Linked DNA regions of Mus musculus: all the other regions are linked to region 5. A link is a contact called in public HiCAR-type, HiChIP or PLAC-seq and promoter capture Hi-C data. All regions are on one chromosome and are shown on one strand. The core of a region is the stretch at or near the end of the contact, and the rest is flanking DNA. Distances in the headings are between cores, read along the strand shown. Region 1 overlaps Hunk (hormonally upregulated Neu-associated kinase). Region 2 has its middle 34 kb from the start of Hunk. Region 3 overlaps Synj1 (synaptojanin 1). Region 4 overlaps Hunk (hormonally upregulated Neu-associated kinase). Region 5 holds the start of Mis18a (MIS18 kinetochore protein A). Region 6 has its middle 26 kb from the start of Scaf4. Region 7 has its middle 47 kb from the start of Scaf4.

The links. Promoter capture Hi-C pulls out the DNA fragments that hold promoters and counts their contacts. HiCAR-type assays count read pairs that join an accessible place to other places. HiChIP or PLAC-seq counts read pairs in DNA pulled down with a chosen protein or histone mark.
Region 1: a HiCAR-type map of astrocytes shows a contact between it and region 5, with 3 times the contacts expected there. The contact joins the enhancer-like site here to the promoter of Mis18a in region 5. A contact is called at or near these places in 9 of 39 promoter capture datasets (cranial neural crest, embryonic stem cells, frontonasal cranial neural crest and 5 more), 5 of 484 Hi-C or Micro-C datasets (the N1E-115 cell line, cerebellar granule neurons, cerebral cortex and 2 more), 11 of 115 datasets of contacts at active chromatin or transcription factors (SST interneurons, astrocytes, embryonic basal ganglia and 8 more) and 1 of 9 other capture datasets (adipose tissue).
Region 2: a contact with region 5 is called in an H3K4me3 HiChIP or PLAC-seq map of embryonic forebrain, with 5 times the contacts expected there. The contact joins the enhancer-like site here to the promoter of Mis18a in region 5. A contact is called at or near these places in 11 of 39 promoter capture datasets (the 3T3-L1 cell line, cranial neural crest, frontonasal cranial neural crest and 7 more), 1 of 15 datasets of contacts at CTCF or cohesin (pro-B cells), 4 of 484 Hi-C or Micro-C datasets (cerebral cortex, cortical neurons and embryonic stem cells), 13 of 115 datasets of contacts at active chromatin or transcription factors (craniofacial prominence, embryonic basal ganglia, embryonic forebrain and 10 more) and 2 of 9 other capture datasets (adipose tissue and embryonic stem cells).
Region 3: a contact with region 5 is called in a promoter capture Hi-C map of liver, with 2.1 times the contacts expected there. The contact joins the enhancer-like site here to the promoter of Mis18a in region 5. A contact is called at or near these places in 6 of 39 promoter capture datasets (cranial neural crest, embryonic stem cells, fetal liver and 3 more), 1 of 484 Hi-C or Micro-C datasets (embryonic stem cells), 1 of 115 datasets of contacts at active chromatin or transcription factors (extraembryonic endoderm stem cells) and 1 of 9 other capture datasets (adipose tissue).
Region 4: a contact with region 5 is called in a promoter capture Hi-C map of frontonasal cranial neural crest. The contact joins the enhancer-like site here to the promoter of Mis18a in region 5. A contact is called at or near these places in 8 of 39 promoter capture datasets (the 3T3-L1 cell line, the C10 cell line, cranial neural crest and 4 more), 3 of 484 Hi-C or Micro-C datasets (bone marrow-derived macrophages, cortical neurons and embryonic fibroblasts), 15 of 115 datasets of contacts at active chromatin or transcription factors (craniofacial prominence, embryonic basal ganglia, embryonic forebrain and 11 more) and 3 of 9 other capture datasets (adipose tissue, liver and pancreatic islet).
Region 6: a contact with region 5 is called in a HiCAR-type map of embryonic stem cells, with 3 times the contacts expected there. The contact joins the enhancer-like site here to the promoter of Mis18a in region 5. A contact is called at or near these places in 15 of 39 promoter capture datasets (the 3T3-L1 cell line, 3T3-L1-derived adipocytes, the HPC-7 cell line and 9 more), 6 of 15 datasets of contacts at CTCF or cohesin (the NIH/3T3 cell line, embryonic stem cells, hippocampal excitatory neurons and 2 more), 81 of 484 Hi-C or Micro-C datasets (the AML12 cell line, the Ba/F3 cell line, the C2C12 cell line and 47 more), 20 of 115 datasets of contacts at active chromatin or transcription factors (SST interneurons, VIP interneurons, acute myeloid leukemia and 13 more) and 4 of 9 other capture datasets (adipose tissue, embryonic stem cells, liver and 1 more).
Region 7: a contact with region 5 is called in a promoter capture Hi-C map of 3T3-L1-derived adipocytes, with 7 times the contacts expected there. The contact joins the enhancer-like site here to the promoter of Mis18a in region 5. A contact is called at or near these places in 25 of 39 promoter capture datasets (the 3T3-L1 cell line, 3T3-L1-derived adipocytes, the C10 cell line and 13 more), 5 of 15 datasets of contacts at CTCF or cohesin (the NIH/3T3 cell line, embryonic stem cells, hippocampal excitatory neurons and 2 more), 72 of 484 Hi-C or Micro-C datasets (the AML12 cell line, the C2C12 cell line, the C3H10T1/2 cell line and 42 more), 15 of 115 datasets of contacts at active chromatin or transcription factors (VIP interneurons, acute myeloid leukemia, astrocytes and 10 more) and 6 of 9 other capture datasets (adipose tissue, embryonic stem cells, embryonic tail and 3 more).

The regions. Positions count from the first base shown.
Region 1 is chr16:90,420,981-90,423,680 of GRCm38.p6, reverse strand. All of the region lies in intron 1 of Hunk (hormonally upregulated Neu-associated kinase), which reads right to left. Among named protein-coding and RNA genes, the nearest start is that of Hunk, 36 kb to the right of the region's middle. Within about 2 kb of position 1,375, at least 84 of the 459 cell types and tissues checked have an H3K27ac peak or open chromatin away from gene starts, as enhancers often do. A contact at or near this core is called in the N1E-115 cell line, SST interneurons, astrocytes and 6 more, where this site is marked.
Region 2 is chr16:90,351,442-90,354,141 of GRCm38.p6, reverse strand. No RefSeq gene overlaps it. Among named protein-coding and RNA genes, the nearest start is that of Hunk, 34 kb to the left of the region's middle. Within about 2 kb of position 1,336, at least 17 of the 459 cell types and tissues checked have an H3K27ac peak or open chromatin away from gene starts, as enhancers often do. A contact at or near this core is called in cortical neurons, embryonic forebrain, forebrain and 1 more, where this site is marked.
Region 3 is chr16:90,994,271-90,996,970 of GRCm38.p6, reverse strand. The region is part of intron 2 of Synj1 (synaptojanin 1); the gene reads left to right. Among named protein-coding and RNA genes, the nearest start is that of 4930404I05Rik, 16 kb to the left of the region's middle. Within about 2 kb of position 1,255, at least 149 of the 459 cell types and tissues checked have an H3K27ac peak or open chromatin away from gene starts, as enhancers often do. A contact at or near this core is called in adipose tissue, extraembryonic endoderm stem cells, fetal liver and 1 more, where this site is marked.
Region 4 is chr16:90,404,442-90,407,141 of GRCm38.p6, reverse strand. The region is part of intron 1 of Hunk (hormonally upregulated Neu-associated kinase); the gene reads right to left. Among named protein-coding and RNA genes, the nearest start is that of Hunk, 19 kb to the right of the region's middle. Within about 2 kb of position 1,326, at least 33 of the 459 cell types and tissues checked have an H3K27ac peak or open chromatin away from gene starts, as enhancers often do. A contact at or near this core is called in embryonic stem cells and trophoblast stem cells, where this site is marked.
Region 5 is chr16:90,726,100-90,728,799 of GRCm38.p6, reverse strand. It overlaps Mis18a (MIS18 kinetochore protein A), which reads left to right and starts at 1,429. Exons shown (of 5, transcript NM_025642.1): 1 at 1,429-1,774; 2 at 2,441-2,507. The coding sequence starts at 1,528. Gm17518 (a long non-coding RNA gene) reads right to left here and starts at 1,380. Exons shown (of 2, transcript XR_876238.3): 1 at 1,129-1,380; 2 at 1-480.
Region 6 is chr16:90,308,666-90,311,365 of GRCm38.p6, reverse strand. No RefSeq gene overlaps it. Among named protein-coding and RNA genes, the nearest start is that of Scaf4, 26 kb to the right of the region's middle. Within about 2 kb of position 1,310, at least 16 of the 459 cell types and tissues checked have an H3K27ac peak or open chromatin away from gene starts, as enhancers often do. A contact at or near this core is called in embryonic stem cells, epiblast stem cells and stem cell-derived epiblast-like cells, where this site is marked.
Region 7 is chr16:90,329,867-90,332,566 of GRCm38.p6, reverse strand. No RefSeq gene overlaps it. Among named protein-coding and RNA genes, the nearest start is that of Scaf4, 47 kb to the right of the region's middle. Within about 2 kb of position 1,391, at least 8 of the 459 cell types and tissues checked have an H3K27ac peak or open chromatin away from gene starts, as enhancers often do. A contact at or near this core is called in pancreatic islet, where this site is marked.

The sequences.
Region 1 (2,700 bases), core at 126-2,625, 310 kb after region 5:
AGACAAAAGGTGTTTGTATGCAGATGGGTGGATGCACGCATGCATGCATGGATAGTGGATGGGTAGATGGATGGATGGGCAGATGGATGGATGGACAGTGGATGGGTAAATAGATGGATGGATGGGTGGAGGGATAGGTAGGTGGGTGGATCTCAGCCAAGTAGTCTTTCTATGCCCCAGATTTATCTGAGTCACCTGCTACCTTCTCAAGAGCACCGGGTCCATGTGAATACACCTGAATGCAGACTCCCCACTTCTCCAAGAAGAGCCAATGCCCTAATGTTGCCTGCACAGCCCCACCTCAACCACTCCTATCTGTCCTGCCTCCCCCAGCTGCCATACTGACTGACTCCTGCTTTTCCTCAGGCTACACAGGAACACTGCTCCAGGGGCCTTGACTCCCAAACCTCAGGAGACTTGGAGCAAATGTTCCCTCTTAGCAAGGCCGCCTGTGGGCTCAGAACCCCTACCTCTGTCCTATCTTCCCACCTCCAAGGCACTTAACACCTCTGCAAGCCATTGGCACTCACTGCAGACAGGCTCTGAGAGAGCCACGCAAGCCTAGGAGAGAAGGTCCCTTCCTTTCCTGCCACATTCTTAGTATCCTGCCACACACAGAAGGCACTCAAGTGAATGAATGAATGAATGAATGAATGAATCCAAGTGCACTTGGTTAAAGGGAGAAAATTCTGAAAACTCGAACTTATTTAGATTGAGTAATGTATGGGCTGAGTCTCCGGTGTGACTACATTCGGGAGAAGGGAACTCAAGGTTAAAAGAGTAGATCTTCAATCCAAGAACGCTAATGAGTTCATAAGAGAGAGACACCGGTCATGGGCACAAGTAATGTTACAGTTAAGGTCCCAGCCTGGGTCCTGGTAGCCCTAACAAGCTAGCCCAGCATCCTCGATAGGCCAATGAACCATAATGAACACAGGAAAGAGATTGACTCGATTTGACCACATTAGACAGGGGAAGAAATAAAGAGTTAAGAAATAAAGAGTTCCAAGTGAACTCCATGCCCGTCCGGGAGGTCCTGAAAGAGGGCTGGGTTTAAATACAACTCAAGAGACATGCAAAGCTGTCCTGGTCCAGAGGTGTCCCACCCATCCCTGGGCCATCCCTGACTCAGCTCGGGGTCTCTCCTTCATGGGGTCTGATACACAGTCAGATGCGAGAAGTCTCTTTCTGGGCGGCAAGCTTCCCCTCTGGCTGGCACAGTCTTGCAGATTTTTCTTTTCCTCAGCCTAAGAGTCCTGGAGAGACGCCAGCGTGGAGGAAACCATTGTGGAAATCTCCTGCTCACCGAGAGGAGGGGCACTGATGTCTCTTTACCACATTGCCATCCCTGTCAGGACAGTCAAAGGGAGGCCATGTAAGGACACGCAAGGAGACAGCCATCTGCAGGATGACGGCAGGCCTCGGGAGAAACCAAGCCTCTGCGTCTAGACTTAAAGCAAAGGCCTGGACCATGAGAAAGCAAAGGCCAGGGCTGTTTACCCGGCCCATCCCAGGCTTCTTATGAACCCTAAGCAAACTAAGGAGTTGATAGCGGTGCCCTTGTAAACTTCATTACACACAGTAGAATCTGGGTGACCTGCCGCAGGAAATCAGCAAAAGAGAAGTTCTCCCACACCCCTAAAGAAGCCAGAAAAGGAAAAATGACAATGGCCTTGGGGCTCTGCCTCTCCAGCCCCAGCCAGAATTCCATAGAAAGTGACTGAAAACTGGCTTGAATAACATGACCCAGTGGGAAGTTTTGAAAATCAATTGGCTTCATGCCTTCTTTCCCCAGAACCTGTGTGTACACGCATCCGACTGGAACGTGCCCCTGTGTGGATGAGAATTATTTAACAGGAAGCAGAAAATATCCCTTTGCCACCTTCGTAATTAATTTCAGCGCTGCTCGGATTCCCAGAGAAAGAGATGCCAGACAGCAAACGCGCATGGCTGCCTTTTACAGGGACCCACTAATTGCTGCTGTTTATGTAGCTGAACACAACTGCTCCTGACCCCCTGTCTCCCTGCTGGCCTTCCCCCACCCCAACCCCCCACTGTGGCTGCAAGCTAAAATTCATCTCTTTGTAAATGAGGGGGATAAGTGTCTTCCCTTCCAGTATTAAAAATGAGTGGGGAAAAAAAATGTCCTTCCCCTAGAAGAAACCACAGAGCTCATTAGAACCAACCTCCCCGACAGCTGCCATACCTGGCACTGGGCAGAAGCAAAAGCCTTGACTCTATTTTAAGAGGGAAAAAGAATAATCAGCCACTGCAGGGCTGGGAAGCCCTCCCACGCCCACCCCGTAGAGTTCGGAAGCTACTTTCCCGGGGTTACTTTGTACACACTCCACTGCGGTTCTAATTTATTGGGCAAATCACCCTGGAAACACACCCTGCTGGTGGGAAAGAAGAAACTAGATCCTGTTGGACTGGGGGAAAAAAAAAACAGAGCTAGCAGGGCCAAGGCTGGACTGCAGACATGGGTGCCTGCGTGGGGCTTGTAATTCTTCCCCAGAGCCTGCCTTCTTCCTTAAGAAGATTGTTGCCTTTGTAAGCCATGATAAAAGACTGCCAAGTCAACCTGAGTGTGCACATAGTAGGACTCAGGAAACTGGGGCCTCTGACAGGAAGATGAAGTACTATTGATACACGTTTTGTGGAGGCCATGCAATCTCTCTGGGCATTCCCCACACTTGGCCT
Region 2 (2,700 bases), core at 87-2,586, 370 kb after region 5:
TGAGAAGCTGGGGTGAGATGGTCTATTGCACTTTCCATCACTTAGTAGATGTCTTAGTCAGGGTTTCTATTCCTGCACAAAACATCACAACTAAGAAGCAAGTTGGAGAAGAAAGGGTTTATTTAGCTTATACTTCCACATATCTGTTCATCACCAAAGGAAGTCAGGACTAGAACTCAAGCAGGTCAGGAAGCAGTAGCTGATAGGCCATGGAGGGATGCTACTTACTGGCTTGCTTCCCCTGCCTTACTCAGCCTGCTCTCTTATAGAACCCAAGACTACCAGCCCAGGGATGCCACCACCGACAAGAGGCCCTCCCCCTCTTGACCGCCAACAAAGAAGATGCCCCACAGCTGGATCTCATGGAGACATTTCCCCAACTGAAGCTCCTTTCTCTGTGATAACTCTAGCCTGTGTCAAGTTGACGCACAAAACTAGCCAGTACAGTGGAGAAGAGGGATTTTCGTTATCTGACGTTGCCTGCTGCTCCTATAAAGGAAATCAACATGTTGAGCAGCTGAGGAAACAAGAGAGAGACCCCCCTAACTGAGAGACCCTCCTGACTGAGAGACCCCCCGACTGAGAGACCCTCTGACTGAAGATTTGTGCTAAGTCTGTGGATCTACGGGTCTCCCGCTTACCTTCTCCAAGTGCATGGCTGCAAAAGTGACTTACATATCGCTGCATGTACTTCAGTGCTGGAGGGCACGGTCCACAGAAGTAAGAACAGGCACCATCAGGAACAGTATGCAAATTGGGATGTGAGGAAAACTCATTTGGTTCTCCATCTGTCTCCCTGTTTAATTACTTAGCCATAAATTAGCACTTTTTACTAGCTATGTTCCGAAAATGTGATCAATTCCCTGACTTTAATGTCAAACCAGGAATATTTTTGGGCTTTCAAGTGTTTAGCCTTTTAATTTACATTCCCATTCTAAAATATAAATGAGCTGTTGAAATCTGCCCAAATGCAGCATTGGGGGATTTCTTCTGCTGCTTATCTTCTCATGAATGACATTTCTTTGATTGGATCATTGATGAGATTCTTTTTGAAACATGTTTCCCCCACCCCCTAAAGGGCAAGAAAAGAAAGTGCTTTCAGCATTCAAAAGATGTCATTAGGAGCCACATCGTGAAGTGTAAACTCGGGGCCTCAAAAACACAGAGCCTGCAATCCTGTCGGTGACTGAGCGCAGCTGGCCCAAATGCCTCAGCCTGACTTTTCCATCTGAACCCCACTAGACTTTAATCAACTTCCCAGCCCTCCCTTGCAGTGCCTCCTGGCATATGCTAGTCTGCTGGTGAATCCTTCCATTCTTACTGAGTACGACTGTGCCAAATCGCTATCCAGGCCCAACAGAGAAATGCAGAAGATGGGATCACTTCTGAGACTCTAACAGTATCAGGGATGAGACAGGAGGCAGAAGGCACATTAGGAGACACATGGCACCACATGGGAATGTGTGTCCTGGTGACAGTGCTCTGACATTCTGCTTCCCTTCAGTTCTTGACAACACGGTTCCAACAGCATCACAGAAGGTTATGCACACCACCTCGCGGAAGAGGATCAAGATCGATTTGAATCCAGTCGTGACAACCAGCTCCCTGGGGTCTCAGATATTTCCCAACTACAGGTAGCCACGGACCACTATTCTATCTACTGAAACATAATGGGACATGCCCAGGAGTCCAGAAACGATGTCCTCTGTGTGTTAGCTCTGGGATGCCTCTTTCGCCCTCTCTGTTAGGAACATGTGTGTAATATTTCGAGTGGTGAAGCCATCTTGAGATGGTGAACAATACATAATACATAATACAATATAAGTATAAGGATGGCAGTCCTGAAATATTTGAGTGACTGAATTAATTCTAGACACCACCTACCTACCTTTGGACTTTTTTTTTTTACTGTGTAAAGAAAAATAAATCTGTTACATGCAACTGAAACCATTCCTGGGATGTATCTCTATATATATATCATATATATGTGTGTGTGTGTGTGTGTGTGTGTGTCATCCTTAGCATACATAGTATATATAATATTCCAAGAATATATATATATATGTATACACACATATATGTTTAGCTACAAAAGTACTAAAAATACACCCACACCCGGAAAGGGGGAAAGTTGCTCGAAAGCTAAGCTTGAGTTCCATGCCTGCTTTTCAGCCGAGCCTCCAAACCCCAGCTGGTCCAATTTCAGCTCCTCAGTTGAGCACTGACTCACCAGCTCTCTAAGACACTGTGCTCAGAAGTGTGGCCTCTGGGCCGGAACAAATGTACGACAGAGCCATGCTGCTGTCTTTTAACGATGTACTCAGCCAGCTCTGGGAGAAAGGGTCGACCCTGAGTATCTGAACGGCTTAATGGCTCCAAACTCAACACAAATGGGGTGCTGAGCAGTTGCTTAGCCTCCTGAGGAAGGGATTTCTGGGTTGGCATCTGTGAGATCAGCTAAGAAACCTTACCGAGTGTCGTAGCATAGTCTGAGAAAGAAAGAAGAGTTGGGCATGAAGCAATTTACGCACAAGCCCTATTGAAGTATTTAGGGGCGGGAGGACCCAAGCCCTCACAGTTATACAGAATTGTTAGAGAGTCTAGATAATCAAGTTATATTTTTGAGCAATAACAGAATACTTATTCCTTCCAATTTGCATGTGGCAAAATAAAAATAACCAAAACAATGGGTATAAAAAT
Region 3 (2,700 bases), core at 6-2,505, 270 kb before region 5:
GTGTTGCAGGCTTTTGTTCTCCCTCCTGATTGTTCTGAGGACTTTGAGACTAGATAAACACCCCTTTCCTTGTGGAACTTCTAGTCTATACGCATATTCAGGGAGTAATAACATTCATTATTATTTCCTTTGTTGCTTATACTCTACATTTTTCAGTACCATTGAACATGTAGCAATGGAACCTACCCTAAGTTCAAGAGCAGGAAGTAGGTAGCTCTTCCAGGGTCCCACACTGTACCCCTGGGACCAGGTTCACCTGCCTCTGCATCTCCAATGCTGGGATTAAAGTATTAGTCACTGTGCCCAGAAAAGAGGTTCCCTCTAATGCTGGCTCCTTAGACTTAGACAATTAGTAACTGACTTAAGCCAATTTCCTCAGGTCAAATGGAAGGTGTAGCTTTGTCCTTAGGGTACTGTGAAAATTAAATAGTGCACATAAACACCTGGCCTTGTGTTAGTGCCATAATCATCGCAGAGATGATGAACTAATACTGTAGCTGTAAGACCATTTCTAAATTGCTGGTAATAGAAACTCATGGCAGTAAAAATGTAACCTCGGGCTGGTGAGATGGCTCAGTGGGTAAGAGCACCTGACTGTTCTTCCGAAGGTCCAGAGTTCAAATCCCAGCAACCACATGGTGGCTTACAACCATCCGTAACAAGATCTGACTCCCTCTTCTGGTGTGTCTGAAGACAGCTACAGTGTACTTACATATAATAATAAATAAATCTTAAAAAAAAAGAAAGAAAAAAAAACAATAATAAAAAAAAAATGTAACCTCATCTGCTTTAGTCAGAGAGAGAGAGAACTCAGAAGATAACTCTGAAATACAAATAATTAAGTGGCTTGGTGTATGCTTACATGTTTAAGCTAGATGACGGTGCAATAGAAGGATGGTCACTGGGCCTGAGAGACAGTGTTTATTTGTTGTGCAATTGAGAAGAAAATAGTTATGAGGAGAGAATATTTATTTCATGATAATTTAGGTTACAGAGACTATTCATATGGGGAGAGAATTACTTAATATTAAGTTACATTTTCTTTTTAACTCTTGCTGGCTGTGGTCATTGAACCTAATGGTGATTTTTTGCTAACTGCTAATTTAACCTAATTGCTGCTGACACTAATACATCAGTAATTCCTTCATTCCAATGACAGCAATAATATTTTAAATTCACACAGCATGTAGCCTGAGGGACTCCGTAGAGCAGTCTGACCTGGAAACCGCATTTTCTGCCATGAAAAATTGAGACCCACTCCCAGCCCCACCCATGGTACGCTGAATGAGGAAGTGCAGCACTTAAGAAAGGCAGCTGTAGTTTCCTTTAGAAAACAATTCAGTTTTTGTTGTAAATTTTAAATTTGAATTGACCATAAACACATAGAACAATATAATGCTAGGACGGCTAGATATGTGAAAGAAGACACGATTCCCCTAGCATGCTAAAAGTCTTCCCCACTCTAGTTTCATACTGGTTACAGAAAGGCCCACACTTAATAATGAACATATTAGAGAATGTGATGGTGTTAGTTGAGTCATTTAGCTTTAGCCTGTGCTGCCAGCTAACTGACCATAAGTCCCCGGCTGGCCAAAGTGAGCCGCGGAGGAGAAGCTTGAGTAGACAGGGTGGAGAGAGGCAGATGGGGAAGTGAGATACTATGTGGAACTCTGGGGAAGAGCTTTAAGATAAGAGTCTGGAATCCAAGGAATTGGCAAGGAATCTTGGATAAGATGTAGATTGAGAAGAGCCTGTGTCTGCAGAGAAGATAGACAGGAAATGGGAGGTCAGAGCAATCTGCTTACTTGCTTTCCTAGAGCAGCATACAGGAGCCCTGCCAAGGGTTCTGTGGTTGTGGTGTGGACAGAGGGGAGGGAGAAGGCTAAGTGTGATGAGGACAGGGAATCCTGTGACCTAGCAAGCCTCCTCGAGCTGGGGAGAGGTGGGACAGGGAACGGAGGGCAGTGGCTAAGTTTGAATTTCACACTTCAGAATGTGCTATTTGAAATTCTTTGAAATACCAGATGTGGTTTATGTTCCTTGGTTCTTTGTTGTATCTTAAATGTGGATCTGCTAAGTGCTAGGAAGGTTCTGCCTTTAAACATCCGGGATTTTTGTTGTTGTTGTCTTTTATTTTATTTTATTTTTTTATCAGTAGACTAACCATAGTAGCCTGCTCTAGGGAAATTATTGCCTGGCTTGAGCTCATTAGCAAGTTTGCCTCAGCTTAGAGCAAAGGAAGTGAGAGGAAGGTCAGTAAAGACTGCCCCACTGCCATGCTAAACCGTGTGGTCAAGCAGTGGCTTGCAGCATTTACCAGTTTATTCAGCTTCTGTGTCCAGGATAAACGAGTGAGTAAAACAGGCTATCAACAAGAAGACAGACTCCTTAGATGGGCAGAATTCTGTAACTCCAGCAAGAAAGTTCTTCTACTAGTTGGACAGAATACCTAATATAATACACTGGTGTTTGGAGAGGTCACCTATATCAAACATGGAGATACTGAGCTGGTGCCCACAGAGACTTCATCCCTATGTTCCAGCATCCTTGATACAGAAAGGTATTCTGCACATTATCAAGGGTAATGTAAATACCAAGCCAGCTACAAAACCTTTATTCACAACAGTGTCCAGCCTGTAAGATATGCTAAGGTAATGGTGGCACAGGGCTTGCAGAAGTAACCCACCAACAACTGATTTG
Region 4 (2,700 bases), core at 77-2,576, 320 kb after region 5:
GAAAGCTCACACCCACTTGTAATGTCAGCCCCAGGGGATACGATGCTGCTTTCTGGCATCTGCAGACACAGGCATTCACATACACACATCCACAGAGAGACACACATGCATGCTCACAACTACAAAAGCAGAAAGGAGTTCACCACCATAGCTGTGTGTCTTGTTTTCGTCCAATTACAATTGGGACAGTTCCCCAGTGTTGACCACTCTGACACTTCAGTCTCTCTGCCAAATGGTTTTTCACTTAAAAAATAAATAAAATAAAATTATTTAACCATACTTAATTTTATACATAGCCATACATTCTATGTATTAAGTAATACTATAGCAAACTGATTTGATGTCATTTTAAACAGAACAAAAAGGGGAAAGAGTTCAGGCTACCTTATCGTAAATGACTTTTTGGTAGAGAAATATTAAAACAGCAGACTTCATCAGAAGGGTGCCTTTTCCAGGGGTGCAGACAGAGCGTCATGGTGCAGGGACGAGGGAACCAGTTCTTTTCTTTTTCCCACTTCTTTCTTCCCGTCCCTTCCCCTAGGCCTTGGATAACCTTCCTTTTTACAACAAAGAAGTCTTAGACATGTTCTCTTTCAAATTTGACATTTAATACTTCAAACTCCAAAATTAGCTTTAATTCAAGACGTGTTCGTGTCCCACAGGCAACAGGAAACAATATCCCGTCTCCATCCTGGGACAACTGGCGGCCACATGCAGCCAGAGAGGTACAAGAGCAAAATGGCCTTGTGGGAGGGGAGGATGAGGGCATTGTGGGATTGGAAACAGAACTCCAGGAAACTCCAGTACAAGATCCCATTCTCCTATCCAGGACCCTGCTGTCAGCGGAGGTCTCAAGAGCTCCAGGGGCTTCTAAGCAGGGGTCAGCTAAAGGCAGCACACACTGGAAATGTCCAGCTGCCTGTTGAGGAAAGTGGGAGCCATCAAATCAAAATCACATCCGACGACGCAGCCCCAACCCTAAAACTCTGGTCACTGGGGCAGAAGTCTCTATAAATTTCATTCTTAATTACTTGTTGGAAAGAAGTCTCTACCGTTAAAAGGGCCATAAAGGTGACTAAGAGGTGAGGCCAGGAAGGTTCAGTGATCATCCCTGGTGTGGTGTCATGAATCCTAGAAAGGTAAGGGACACCACCTACCCACACACACACAACACACCAGATGCCTAAAAAGAGCAGAAAGTAAGAACCAGGGGACAGAGAAGCCCCTTCCCCAGGCAGAGAATGGAGGCTGCCAAGAGGCTCATGGCACAGGCAGATACGAGGGGTGTGGAAGCTGAGGAATGCAGACATGTGTGTCCCTGCACGTCCAGAGGCATTCCTGCCCTGGGGGGGGGGGGGGGTAACTGCTGCAGAGGTGTCCCATGATCCTCTTCACCCCCTCGCCTCTATCCTCAGAGGTCAACTCCGTCGTCCAGATAAACCTAGTGGGCGGTCTCTGTCTTGCTAGCTCAAGGAATCTGACCTCTAAATACCTTTAAGTTTAAGAACAGGTCTGAGGATCTAAATGAAAAGCATAAATAACTGCCATGTGTTCTCCAACACAATGATGAATATGCTTTAAGCTAATTAAGTGCTCCCAAAAGCAATATGCTCACTCACACAATCACACTCACTCACTCACACACACACACACACACACACACTCATACACACACATTCTCTCGCTCTCTCTCACACACACACACAACACTCACACACACATACAATCTCTCTTTCACACACACACACACTCTAAGCTAAGCAACACACACTCCATTTACATATACATATGTGCATGGTTGTCACTGAATATTCATGAAGTAGATTTGACTGTGCTACAGATGGAGAAACGGAAGTTTAAAAGGGCTTCAATACCTTACCCAAAATCACAGAAGCAGAAAGTTGGGAGGCAGAAGCTGTGAACCCCCAAAGCCTGCAGCCCGCCAATATGCCACAGGTGAGAAAATATAGTCAAAGGTGCCTCCCTACCCCAGCAAAAAGGCTTCTTCAGGAAACAAGAAACTGGCAAGTCACGGACAATGTATAAAGCAAAGCCAACAACTCCTTCTCTCTCTATGTAAGCTTGAAAACAAGGGGGACACTAAAGAAAAGTATCGCCGGGCTGTGGTGGCGCACACCTTTGATCTCAGCACTTGGGAGGCAGAGGCAGGCGGATTTCTGAGTTCGAGGCCAGCCTGGTCTACAAAGTGAGTTTCAGGACAGCCAGGGCTATACAGAGAAACCCTGTCTCGGAAAACAAAAAAGAAAGGAAGGAAGGAAGGAAGGAAGGAAGGAAGGAAGGAAGGAAGGAAGGAAGGAAGGAAGGAAAGAAGGAAAGAAAGAAAGAAAGAAAGAAAGAAAGAAAGAAAGAAAGAAAGAGAGAGAGAGAGAGAGAGAGAGAGAGAGAGAGGAAGGAAGGGAGAGAGAGAGAGAGAGGTATCAACTGGTTGGCTAAAGAAAGCAAAGCAAAACCTCGATGGACCTTTGCCAAAAAGTCATCAATGAATCAGAAAGAAAGCCAAGTGACTAAGTAGAAGATAATAGCTACAACACAATAAAGATAAAGCTAATATCTTTAATATGGAAATAGCCAGTAACTGCCATATGGGAGAAACGTGGTAGAAACCATTAGCAATATACCAAGACACATATTCTAGAAGTCAACTTCATACAATGTTGCCATGAAGCAGAATCCTTCTGA
Region 5 (2,700 bases), core at 180-2,679:
GATGTGGAGAGGTTGGAAGTTCAAAGCCCAGTAATTTGGGGTTACCTTGAGTCCCCTCCGTGGTCATTTACTCCCCTCCCTTGTATGTGGCCATATCCTTCTGACTATTAGTTAAATACTTTAATGTGTACAAACAGATTCCCCAGCTTATAACCAAAATGCTAAGAGTATGGCCAGGTAGCATCAGGGTCTACAGCAGGGTCCCACTGCTTTGCTGTAATCTGCCTATTGGTGTACCTTCCAGTGTATTTGCAAAGTCTGTTGGTTTATGGTATTCTTTGCTCCGTTCCGTCTTGGCACACCTCAAGCAGGACCACAGGATTCCTGGCGGTTAAAGGTCGATACGCCTCAGGGACTTGTTGAAATAGGTTCCAAAAGGAGTCATTTCTTTGCCTCTGGGCTGGGCTGTTATCCTAGCATGTGGGAGGCTGAAGCAGGAGGATCACTGTGGGTGAGCTACATAATGAATTCCTGGGCAGCCTGGACAAAAAAAAAAAAAAAAAGATTCAAAAAACAGAAAGTCAAAATCATATTCAGAGAAGGCAAAATAGCCTTTCTAGTTTCCAGCCTGGTACCACCTCGGTCAGGTCAACGACTTAGGATTTGAAACTTTTTGCTAGTGGCCAGAGATACGAAAATAGGTGGTAAGTGTGATGTAGTTTAGTGAAGCGAACTGGGTAGTGTGACTGGGGGGGGGGGGGGGGGGGAGGGGGATATGGTGGTCTTTGCGTGTTGTTTCTTACTGATGCATCCAGGCTGTTCGTGGTGGCGCGCCTTCCCTCTAGCCTGTGGTCTTTGAAATCAAAAGCTGACTTTCTTTAGACTGACCGTCCTTCCCGCCCTGGAGTAGGGTGAACCATACTCTGACCCAGACACACGCCCACTCTGTAGCCACAGCGATGCTGTCCCCTCCAGCTTCTCATATTTTTTCCTTGCAGTGCTAGTCTCAGTAACGCTGGGTCCTTGAGGCAGGGGGCGTCTTTGGCTCGCCACAGACCCCTGTTTTTTTCTAGATGTAGGAAAGCGGGTCTCCGGGAGCAGACGGGCTAGAATCAGAGATGTGACTTGCAGTACACCGCTTGGAATTCCTGGGTCCACTTTCGGCTCCGTGAAGATGGGTCTGCTTACCCAGCACGGGCATGCCCGCTAACAGTGTGGAGGAACTAGGTGAGCTGCTACTCATTTAATTCGAAGCCTTCAACTTTCTCAGCAGCGGCGGAAGGAGCTGAAATGCCCGCAGATAGCACCCCAGCACCCCAGTTCACCAGCTTTCGCTCAGGAAGACCGCAGGACGCAAGCGCAGTGAGCGCGGCTCGCGCGCCGGTCAGATGGCGAGCATGCGCCTTCGATGCAGTCGGGCCCTTCTTCAGGTCCCACCCCTTCGGGCGGTGCCCCGCCTCTTGCACCTTGCGCATGCGCAGAGGTATTATTCCCGTGAGGTTCCGGGGCGCGGCAAATTCGTATGTCATGGCTGCTTCCTGGTCTCTGGGATGTTCCTTGACCGCTTGTGGTTAAAACCGCCTGGCTATGTCGAGCGAGTCCCCCCTGCTGGAGAAGCGTCTGTCGGAAGACTCGAGCCGCTACCTGCGGCTGCAGAAGTGGGCAAACATGTCGAGCGCAGACGCGTTAGGGCTAGAGAAGGAACGGCCTGAGGAGAAGGCGGCCGCGGCGGAGAACCCGCTGGTGTTCCTTTGTGCCCGCTGTCGCCGGCCACTGGGCGACTCGCTCACCTGGGTGGCCAGCCAGGAGGACACCAACTGCATCCTGTTGCGCAGTCAGTTCGGGCCGCCCTCCTGCGTCGGGGTTTCCTGGGGCTGCGGGGGCTGGGGTGGGGACGAGAGCTGTCCCAGCAAACCGCAGGAGAGGCGTCCCTGTGGGTGGCTCACGAGTGACAAGTTTTTTCCTGGGTCTTCCATGCCCCCCAAGGGCAGCGGTTGAGCGTCATCCTGACGTTTTAGGAAGGTGCTTCCTTCAGGGGAGTGTTTTCACATCTGACGGACTCTGTCAGCTGCTTTGGGGACTTAGCTTAGTGTCCTTGGGCAGTCTGTTCAACTGCTTGTGCCTCAAGTTTCTCGTCTCCAAAACGAGGGATAATGATGGGATAACGGGGACGATTAAATAAGTGTATGGTATATGGCCACAGAGTAGGCGATGTCTTTACTGGGTGAGTCCCAATGCTCTTCGCTGGGTCATTTTGTTTATCTCTTAACCCCACTGGTTTTCAGAAAAGGATGTGAAGTAATCCTTGTTCCACCTCTTCTCCCAGAAGGCCCCCATCCCTTTAGTGCTGAACCACGGGAGTACCCCACTTCCCACCAGTCTTTGGGCTCTTTTTTTCCCCTAGTCCTCTAAAATACAAGTTAAAGTTGAGTTAAAAGTTCCTGTCTGCAGGTGTGTAACAACAAACCACACTAACAAAGTGTTGCGACTCTCTTTCCAGGCGTCTCCTGTAACGTCTCTGTGGATAAGGAACCGAAACTGTCCAAGTGCAGAGATGAAGACGGTTGGTAAGTAAGATATTTATGTGAATATGTGAGAGAAAATTTTATTTTATTTATTTATTTTTGGTTTTTCGAGACAGGGTTTCTCTGTATAGCCCTGCCTGTCCTGGAACTCACTTTGTAGACCAGGCTGGCCTCGAACTCAGAAATCAGCCTGCCTCTGCCTCCCGAGTGCTGGGATTAAAGGCGTGCGCCACCA
Region 6 (2,700 bases), core at 61-2,560, 420 kb after region 5:
CGCCCGGCCTTCTTTTTTTTTTTTAATTATTTATTTATTTTATGTACACAAGTAAACTGTAGCTATCTTCACACACACCAGAAGGGGGCATCAGATCCCATTATGGATGGTTGTGAGCCACCATGTGGTTCCTGGGAATTGAACTCAGGACCTCCAGAAAAGCAGTCAGTGCTCTTTAACTGCTGAGCCACCTCTCCAGCCTGCCTTTCTTCTTTTTAAAAGATATGAGATAAAACTTCATAAAAGAATGTACCATTAAATTAAGGGATACTCTCCAAAAACATATTTCCCTGAAATAGAAAAACCTTAGAAATAAATTCACTTATGTATAAAATCGTAAGGCCTCTGTGTGAGAACCACTTAACATCTGGCTTCCTGTGTGGTCACTAGGATGGGCCTGGGAGTGAGCGGATGAACAGAAATAAACCCAACCTCACCCAGCCCTTTCCCCTCTGGTATGTCGAGGGACACTGGCAAAGAGACAGCAATTCAGTGTGTACCCAGTGGACATAAGCTGGATCCCAAACGCGGTTAGAAAGGAGGAGCCAAGCCACGGAGTAAACACTGAGAGTCTTGAAGGTGCTGCAGGGCTCTGCGGTTTCAGACTTACTATTGGTTGACTATAGGTCAACCTGAATACTCCCAATAAACGCTGGAAAGCCTAAATGACCCCAGTTTTAAATGTTAGTGCGCTGTGGTTTTCTGAATGGAAGACTTGGCTCTAAGTCGTATCCTTCCTGGTCACTGTCAGGGTTAACACGGCTTATGTTCCTGAGGTGTCTGCCTAGTTGCTCACCTGTCAACCTTCCCCTTTGCTCAGTCTTCCTCAGATGGTCCATGGCTAAAGGCTGTAGGATTACATCACTTGCATCACAAATGGAAGAAATGTACTTACTCCTAGTTCCCTTAACTCTTAGCAAGCCATTATCCTTGACTTGCCCGAGTGTATGCAATACCATCTCAGGAATGGAAATATTGCAGTAAATATTATTTGGGGGGTTTCTACCCCACCTTTAATCATCTAGTTCCCAAATAAAAGACCCAAACCTTTATGTTTATAATAAGCCTTAAAGTAGCAAAACTGGGCAGATATCAACCCCCTATGCTGTTTTGCCTACTTCTCTGTCAGTAATCCCAAGATATCACTTGCCATGTTCCATCTGAGCCACTCCTACTCCATCAGGCCAGTCTTGGGGGGGGGGGGGGCATGTATTCACAATCTACCTACCCCATGGTGCCTTGTTCTGTCTTCTTCCTCTCTCCCTCTTTGTCTCTGACTCAGACTCCAAGCTCTGGAACTGAAGCCCCGCCCACCTCTCTTCCACCTAGCTACAAGTTGTAGGCATCTTTATTCAAACACCAGTTTAAAAGAAGGAACGAGGTTTGCACAACAAAAGCTGCCATACTGGAGAATTCACTCCTCTTGAGGCAACTAGACCTTGGAATACAGAATTTAGCATTACAATACATAGCAACAGACCAGACCTCAGCAAAAAGAGAAGGAATATACTTTCTAAGAAAACAGCCATCTATAGACACAGTTAGTAGGTTAAACCGCTTAGAAAGACTACATTTTTGGTTCTCAGTTACCAGTGAAACTGGCTCTTCGTCTTCTCTACATGATGTTAATACAAGACAGCTCACCAGTGCACAGGGTTGAAATATTTAATGTAACAAGATAAATATGGTCATCTCCAAGTAAATTTGGAATTCCTTTGTTGTTATTTAAGAAATTACTCTTTGGGGCTGGAGAGATGGCTCAGCAGTTAAGAGCACTGGCTGCTCTACCAGAAGACCTGGGTTCAATTCCCAGCCCCCCATGGCAGCTCTCAACTGTCTTTAACTCCTGTTCTAGGGGAGCCGACCCCTCACAGACATACATGTAGTCAAATTACCAATGTACATAAGATAAAAATAAATAATTTTTTTTAAAAAAAGAAATTACTCTTCAAATACTTTTTTTAAAAAAAGTAGATGCAGATTTCAAAAATAAAGTTCTGGGTCCGAGTCTACACTCCATTTGGTTTTTATAATCTGTGAGGTCTTGCCTACAACCTGTGACTCAGAAAATGGCAGCAAGAAAGGACCCTGATATAGCTGTCTCTTGTGAGACTATGCCGGGGCCTAGCAAACATAGAAGTGGATGCTCACAGTCAGCTATTGGATAGATCACAGGGCCCCCAATGGAGGAGCTAGAGAAAGTACCCAAGGAGCTAAAGGGATCTGCAACCCTATAGGTGGAACAACATTATGAACTAACCAGTATCCTGGAGCTCTTGACTCTAGCTGCATATGTATCAAAAGTTGGCCTAGTCAGCCATCACTGGAAAGAGAGGCCCATTGGACATGCAAAGTTTATATGCCCCAGTACAGGGGAATGCCAGGGCCCAAAAGTGGCAGTCGGTGGGTAGAGGAGTGGGGGGGGGGGGGGGCGAGGGAAAAAAAAAAAAAAAAGAAAAGAAAATGGCAGCAAATCCTATATTTTTCAAGAAAGCAGCGTTGAGTGGAAGAAATCAGGTGCTTTGACGTTTAACACTTACTCTTTTTCTTGGTAAATGGAGAGAGAAGAGACAGCAGAGGGTATACCTGAGAGGTTAGGAATTCACAGAGTTCGGGGCTGGGCTGGCAGTGGGGCCCCCTAAAGACTCTGTAACTGGATGCTGAGTTAGTTGTGTGATCAGATCTGAGCTCCAAGGATGC
Region 7 (2,700 bases), core at 142-2,641, 400 kb after region 5:
CCCAAGCCTCTCTTTTTGACCAGCCTAGGCCTCTTTAGGACTGTCACATTCTACATAGGGGGGGCATAGACATCCGTGTGGAAGGTTAATGGATACATCACAATAATGGTAGCATCTGCCTGCTATGGCTACTGTCACAATGTATCAGAGCAGGTGGCTTAACAGAAATTTATTTCAGTCCTGAATGCTGCAACCCTGGGACCCAAAGGTGTGAGCAGGCCAGATTCATGTCGAAGCTTTCATAAGGTCAGGGGGTGGGATCCTCAATTCTTATAAGAGGAGGAAGGAACCGTAGTTCTCTCTCTGGTGTGAAGGCACGGCGATAAGATTCCAGGAAGCCAGGAGAGACCCTTGGGAACCAAATCAGCAGGCTTCTTGACTTTCCTTCAAGCTGGAGAATTGTCCCTTACATAGTCTCTATCTGACCCACTCTGAAGCAGACCCTCTACCTTACCGTCAATGCCACTGGGCCACCCTGGATCCTCCCCAATGCATGGCATCTCTGCACTGTTGTCTCTAGGCAGCTCCTCTTCGCAGGACTTCTAACTTGACTTTGAAGACTGCTCACAGAATAAGTGTTTCACTGCCTGAGAAACACCCTATCCCAGTGTTCTCTCAGGGACACCATTGTGTAAACCACCTTTCCCAATCTTCCCCTTCATCCCGAGTCCTGGTCAGCTTATTCCATCCCAAAGAGATGGAGCCTCCGCTGGAGGCTTGAGAACAGCGCTCGCTGCCCTCCTCTGTGCAAATGCAGAGCTCGTTCTTTGGATTATTTTCTGGTTGTGTATTTACCATTCCCACAAGCTTTCTTCTAAAATGTTGATAATATGTTGTTTTCAAGTAGGCGCCACTCTAATGGCTTATATTAGTTTAAACACACGTTAAAATGAAATAGAAATGTGATCCACCTGTGACTCTGGTGTCTCATTTTAAGATTTAGCTGTTGCCCTCCTCTGAACCAGGTAACCCTATTGTGTCAATAAAGAGAATGCAAAGCAACCGGAATTTTCTCACCTGGGTAGCTGACGTTTCTACAAGCTTTGCCCAGCCCTCCCTCCCACTCGACCTGCAAAGGAGTCTGAGAGTCGCAGAAACCAGAGGGCACAGAGCTGAGTGCTTACTTCCTTGGTATTAAGGAGCTTAGAGACAGGGAAGGAGTGGACCTGGGTGACATTGCAACCAGGAACTGGAGGAGAAAGCAGACAGTACCTATGTGTCACATAATTGTACTGCCCTGTACCGCAACTGCAGGCTGCATGGAGCCATCTAAATTTTTAATTTGTATAAAACTTAAACTGTGGTTTCTTGTTGGCACTAGTCATATCTGAAGCACACAAGGATGCCTGTGGCTTCTGTAGACAGTGGAAACAGAGAACAGTTCCATGATGACAGAAACGTCTACCGGGCAGGTCCAACCCATAACTGACTAATGCCTACCATGACTATCGAGATGTATTCTGATCTTCGAACGAGTGTTAGGGAAATACAGACTGCTGAGTGTGTGAGAGGAAAACAACATTTTAAGATATCATTAGGAGGTTTTCCATCCACTCAAATGAAAGAAGACCATGAAGGACAGAGAGAAGAAAGCAAAAATAACCAGATAGCTCTGTCGACACTAAGGAGGCTCCCTCCAACCAAGAGGACTCGCTACTTCTAAAGCAAAAGAAAACCAATGGCCAGAGGCCAATTGTCTCAAGTCTGCTGGGAGGGAGCTCAGCTTCAGAGGTTTCTTTCATGGTTCATCCAGCGTTTGGCTCCAGTGATTTCAGGCCATGGTAGAGCGAACATGCCCACCTTGCAGTGCCTATAAAGCAAAGGGAGAGATGAGAAGGCACCAGACGCAATCATACTCTTCAGCCACATGTTGCTGTGACCTAGCTCCTCTAGACAGACCCTGCCTCCCAGTCTCTACCACTTCCTAACAAATTCATCAGCAGATTGATCATTTGCTAACTAGGTCACATCCCTCAGAGTCCAGTGACTTCACAAAGGCCCATCACCTGCCAAATAAGCCTTAGTACAGGAGCCTAACAGGAATAGCTCATATTGAAGGTGACTGGGGACACTCTCCATAGCTAAAGGACACAGTGCATGTGCCTAGAGGTGTCAGGAGAGAGGCCCCAAGCTGTCTTTCTGAAGACTGTATAGTGTTCTGGTTTTGCCAGGTGTCATTCTCTAGCTTCTATATACCCACAAGTACACCACTCATATGCACGCATGCATGCATACATGTGGGCACACACACACACAAAGATAAATGGTACTTGATATCTTGTGACCACCTATCACCTGATCTATGGTGTTACATATATGTATATTTTAAAAAAGGACACATGAGCAATGTATGTAAAAGGTATCTATGACTATTTCACAGAGAGAAGATGCAACAACCTTTCAACAAGACTGTGGCTTGTGTGTTTGGAAGATGGTCCTGCAGCCCTGGGGTTGGTTTGGAACCAAGTCACACACATGATGGGCACTGTGGTTCCTTTGGCTCTAGCGAGACGCTTGTGCTGAAATCTGCAGGAACTGCTATTTCAAAGAAGTCTGAAGAAGCAAGGGCTGGTAGAAGTACAGAAATAGGGTTTAACACGTTCAAGGTGTCGCTAAGTGGCTAATAATATCTGAGGGGGGGCCGGGAGGGGGGCATGCTGCCTGCTCCTGAGGCTTCTGCAAACAGCAGCTAATTAACCT